Linked DNA regions of Rattus norvegicus: region 1 is linked to region 2. A link is a contact called in public Hi-C data. All regions are on one chromosome and are shown on one strand. The core of a region is the stretch at or near the end of the contact, and the rest is flanking DNA. Distances in the headings are between cores, read along the strand shown. Region 1 holds the start of Mrpl52 (mitochondrial ribosomal protein L52). Region 2 holds the start of Dad1 (defender against cell death 1).

Region 1 (2,740 bases), core at 219-2,718, 190 kb before region 2:
ATAGCATGTGTGAGGCCCTAGGTTCAGGTCCCAGTTCTGCTCACCAAAAATAATACTGAAGAGGAACCCAGTTCACAACCACAGCTGAAACTCATCTAGCATCCGTGGTGAGGTACAACAGAATCATGAAAACGGAGTTCCTAGGCATGGTCCTATCATTTAACCCTGTCAATAGCACGGACCTAGGGTGGTCTGCCATGCTGAATTAATTTTTCCTTCAGAAACCCTTCACTCAGTGTAAGTCTTTGCTAAACTTCATCTCACTGTATAATGAAATGCAGGGCTTTTTTTTTTTTCTTCTTCCCCACTTTTGATTTTTTTGAGGCGAGGTTTGACAATGTAGCTCTGAGTGCTTCTGCCTCCTGAGTGCTGATTGCAGGTATGTGTCATTACCCTTTTAAAAGTTTTATCTTAATGTGATTGGGTGTTTTCCTTGCATGTATGTCTGAACACCGTGTGGGTGCATGGTACAGGTGGAAGCTTAAAGATGACATCAGAGATCTTGGAACTGGAGTTACAAGCAATTTTGAGTCACCATGTGGGTGTTGAGAATCGATCCCAAATCCTCCGGAAGAACAGTCACTGCATTAGAGGCGTATCTCGAGGCGTGTCGACAGCTCATTCGCTTTTTTTTTTTTTAAAAGAGACTTCCCTGTATTGAGTCTGCCATATTCAGAGTTGTAGGGATCTTCAGTGTTCTCTTCAGCAGCTTTTCAAAGAATTCCTTGTGTATTTGCAACCAAATTCTCAAAATACCACTTCTGAGGGGATAAAAGTCACACACACTTCCAGCCCCCAGGACAGCCCAAGTTAGAATTACCTTGTATCTCCTGGGCACGATCCCCTACAGATTACTTTCCTTAGCCTTTTTATTATTTATTGATACACAGGGTCTCATTCTGTAGTTCAGGATAATCAGGGGTTCCCTACATAGCATTTGCCTCACAGCAATCCCTCTGCCTCAACTCTCCAAAGCTAAAACTTCAGGGGTGAACTAACACTCAGCTATGTAGTCAGACAAAATTAGAGCTTCGAACTCTTGCCTAAGTAAAAGGTTCAGTATTTTCCCAGACACGCCCCCCAATCCCTACAACCGGGTGGTCTCAGAGGAAAAAGAAAAAAAACCTTGACATCAAGGCTCACCCGCGAAAGACCAGTCAGGAAGCTCCGTGAGGGGCCCATAGCCGGAAGGATTGGCAGCCAGCCCTTGCCTGGGTGAGGTAAAAACAGTGGGGGTGAGTAATCGGCGGGATGCCAGGTCCCGCCGCGTCCCCGCCCGGCACTCACTGGAGTCGCCACTGGCTGCCGGCCCGCGCCACTGCACTACTGTGCAACCTCCGGACACCTACTGGAAGAGTAGCGAGTTAGAGGTCTGTTGCCCCGCGGCCCCCGGGTTCCCAACCTCACAATCACTCACTGGATAGCCAGGTCCCTAAGGCAGCCATGCTGGAGCAAAGAAACCGGAAGTGGGCGTGGCTCCGGTAGCCACGCAGGACGCTGCCGGGGAAAACCGGAAGCCGACATCTTGAATGTGGTTTTCAATCGCGGGTCCCACCATCTTGGGTCATCGTACGGAAGTGAGAGTTCGCTGCCGGCTGTATGTTCTGAACAGGAGGAACTGTCCCGCGCGTGCATCTTACAACCTCCGAGGTGGTCGAGATAAATGCGACCGAATCCTTTTCAGCTGTTTCCAAGACCTTTCCTGGACGTCCTCCAGCCTTTGGAAATTTAGGGTAACTCAGAAGTGTCGCATCCAACGAACCTCATTGTGCAGCCTTCTGCATCATTTTAACGTTTGTTTTCTGATCATGGTACGATCAAGTGTAGAACGAGTCAGAAAAATTTGGTTCTCACCCAACAGAATCGAAGAAGTAATGAATGGGTTTGGAGATTGTAAGGATAGGTAAAAGCAGTCCAGATAAGACATTGAGTCTAGGGAAGACAGATGATCATAGACATGACTAATGCTAGGAAGGGAAGTATATGTTATTTGCAAGAATATGTATGGAAATACGAAATTGAGGACACTGGTAAACTTTTTTGAGGAAGTTGTACTGGTGCCAATTTTTTTTTTTTAGACAGGGTCTCGCCATGCAACTATGGTACTCAGTATATAGACCAGGCTGGCCTCGAACTCACAGAGATACATCTGCCTCTGCTCCCGAATACAGGGTTATAATTCTGATGATTTAAAGAGCATCTACCGCACATTCTCATGAGTTAAGTATACTTTGAGTGGTCCAAACCTGAAAACTGAACTCTGAAGTGCTTCAAAATCAAATTTGTTGAATCCAAACATGATACTACAATGGGAAATTACACACCTGAAGTCACGGGGGAATTTTAGTAAAAAAACAAACAAAAAAATAGGTGTGCTAAGGGCTGGTAATGGTGCTGTGGTGTAGTGCTTTGCCTAGCATTCTCAGACTGTGGATTCATCTCCAGCATACACAAAAATAACATCCAGCATGAAGGAATTTTATGCTTAGAATTCAGGTCCATCCCCAACACACAATATATATTCAAGTGTTCCCAAATTAGGCATTTCTGTATTAAGGGCCCAGGACTTGGACAGATTCCCTGGTAGGCAGACAGATAAGGTCATGACTAGATAATGATGAATTTCCAAGATGTCTGGCTTCTTCCTCCCCTCCTAGCCTGAGACAGAAGCCTGGCAGCATAAAACAAGGGGCTTGTGGGCTTTTTCTCCCTCCCAATAGACCTCCTGCTGATGGACTGG
Region 2 (2,826 bases), core at 277-2,776:
CTGTCTTCTTGAGGAGCGCCTATGGAGACGTTAATGATGGTAGTTGACATAGATCAAGGCTATAAGACACTACTGGAAGGAACTGGAGTGATGGCATAGGAACTTTTGGAAGAATTCATTACTGGATGAGTAGAAACAGCCAGTTAGCCCACTTGGCCTTAAGTTGAATAGCAGAGGAGTCTGTTCTACTTGTGACGAGACAGGGAGGAGGGTTCAATTCAGATGCATGCCATATTATGTGGACTAGGAACCAGTCTGGCTATCCTTCCACATCCCACTTGCTCTACAATAACACAAGAGCACTTCAGGAGTGCAAATGTCTCCGTTGTGAATACAGATTTACCTCTTTTAACAGACTAATGCTTTCCAAGGACACGAATGATTCACTGGAACCTGGGCAGGGCTATTTATTCCTCATAGGATTGTGGTGTTAAGTGTTGCGGGCTAAATACAGATAACAAGTGACAGTAGTTCAGTTGTTTTAAAAATTTTGCTCTTCTCTTTAGTTAGGGCAGTTGAAAGTGACTTAAACGCGGAAATGAAGTACCGGATTATACGCAGGTAGGCTTTTCAACCAAAAGACAAAATACTAGGTTTAGAAGGCTGGATTTTGTGAACTTGTAAGGGCAGTGCAAACCAGAGGGCAGAACTAAAGTTTTCTTCAATTGAGATTAGCTAAAAAGCAATTAATTGTACTTGTTAAAACCTCAAACTTTCATTTTTCTATAAAATGATTCATACAGGATAAGGTTGAACCAAACATGCTCGTCGGAGCCTTTCAACCTTGACATCTCTGGATATTATAGTTTTGGGCGGATTGCTGCTGATCCTGACCCTTCACTCTATGCACAAGTGACTAGTTCTCTTTTTAGACGGTGATTGATTATCCTAAAAATTTCTCGACTTAACTACAAGCTACTGGCCCTCCGTGGTGCCCAATAAACGTTTGTAGAATGAATGAATACCTGCTGGGTTAGGTTCTTCGTAGGGGCCAGATCCAGCCTTCCAGTTCAGGATCCTGTAGAGGTCAACCCTCTCCCGCCAGTGTAAACTGGCGCTTGCCCCGTATAAGCATAGTTCTCACTGTGGAGGACCTTGTCCTGCTCTAATGATTGGTCACAGACATCTGAAGACAACTTTTAAGAGGATTAGGGGCAGGCAGGTTAAATCCCTGGACCGCCAGCTTGGTTTCTAAGCAGATTCCCAAGCTTCACCACTGAGGACAAGGAACTCAAAGAGAGCCGGAACTCTCTGTTATGCTTCTGTGTCCGCCGTTAAAGTTCTCCCCCTGTTCCCGTCACAAATCTCGTCGCCAGAGCAACAGTGGGCGTCAACAAACGCAGGACGGAAATAAGAATGTAGTACACGTCTTCAGAGAGGAGATAGGCCATGCGCAGGCGCATTAATTTATTTCCGGCTGTAGTTTTCAGTCTGGGGATGTAGTCTGCGTCTGCGCATTAATTGTGAGGCGCCAAGGTTGGCTTTTACCCCGGACCCAATTGGCCCGCCGGCGTGGGAGTGGCTAGAGCCCGCTAACGCGCACGCGCGAGCCACATACCCTGTGTTCGTCCGGTATCCGAAGTTCCCGGGTTCGTCATGTCGGCGTCTGTGGTGTCCGTCATCTCCCGGTTCCTGGAGGAGTACTTGAGCTCCACTCCACAGCGGCTGAAGTTGCTGGATGCCTATCTCCTTTATATATTGCTGACCGGGGCGCTGCAGTTCGGCTACTGTCTCCTCGTGGGCACCTTCCCCTTCAACTCTTTCCTCTCTGGCTTCATCTCTTGTGTGGGCAGCTTCATCTTAGCGGGTAATGATTCTGTATCCTAATAATAATGTCCCACTTTTGGCACGCAGCTTCGTCCTCACTGTACCCTTTGGTAGTTTGTAGAAAGTCGTCGCCTGTGAAGTCACTCTTACTTCTTGGGATCCAGGAAGGAAACTCAGAAATGTTGTCACATTTCTAATGCCAAACAGCTGGCTAGGAGCTGAAACTGAATATGTAAAGAAATAGCTCTTCTGGTGGTCGTCGTAGTTAATACCGCTCTAATGAAAAAATACCCAATTTTGATGAAGCCTTAATACAAATTTCAAGTTTGTAAGAGCTTTAAATGGAAAGTCAAACTGAACCATTTCCATCACTTTGGCCTAATCCCTACTCCATCTAGGAGAAGACTTTAGTGATAGTATAGGAATTTAAATATTAGTGATTGATTGTGAGGAGGCAATCCATTGATGCTGACTTTTTAGTTGCCCCTTCTTATTTCTGTGCATAGTTTCTGTGATTTTTCTCATTATCCCGAACTCAGTTTTTTATTCGCACAATTGTGTATTAGCCCTTCTTTCTGGTCTACACATTTGATAACCTTACAGACTTACAGACTTAATGAGGATTGCCGCCATGTGTTTTATCTGAACCCCGACCTTTCTTGCCCCATGGGATTGAGAGAACTCTGGGACCAGGTGGCTCAGGAATGTTACTACCACATGTATTAGGATCAGCAGTGTTTTGGGAGTTTATTAGCAATTGTTTTTTTCAGCGAAGTAGAGCTGGTTTGGGCAGAGACAAAAGGTGGCATTGGACTTGTCTGGAGATTTGATTTACAGTCTTAACATAAATCTCAGTCACATGTACACATTCACATTGCTAGTTTGGGCACACTGGGCACAATCAGAACTGGAGCTGCACAATCAGCTTGTTAAGTGGTCGTCTTTGGGTTTTGGTTCAGTTCCCTGAGGCTACACCCTAACCATCAGGATCTGTTAGCACCATTAGGCAGATCTGACAAGCCTCTTTACTGTGCCCAGTACCATTCAAGGCAGTTCAAT

The links. A called contact is a pair of places that touch in the nucleus more often than the background predicts.
Region 1: a contact with region 2 is called in a Hi-C map of the A7r5 cell line, with 2.5 times the contacts expected there. The contact joins the promoter of Mrpl52 here to the promoter of Dad1 in region 2. A contact is called at or near these places in 2 of 12 Hi-C or Micro-C datasets (the A7r5 cell line and hepatocytes).

Annotation. Positions count from the first base shown.
Region 1 is chr15:31,851,664-31,854,403 of GRCr8, reverse strand. Mrpl52 (mitochondrial ribosomal protein L52) reads right to left here and starts at 1,468. Exons shown (of 5, transcript NM_001108375.2): 1 at 1,418-1,468; 2 at 1,288-1,348; 3 at 1,144-1,211. The coding sequence starts at 1,445. It also overlaps a transcript of Slc7a7 not described here.
Region 2 is chr15:31,665,859-31,668,684 of GRCr8, reverse strand. Dad1 (defender against cell death 1) reads left to right here and starts at 1,526. Exons shown (of 3, transcript NM_138910.4): 1 at 1,526-1,807. The coding sequence starts at 1,597.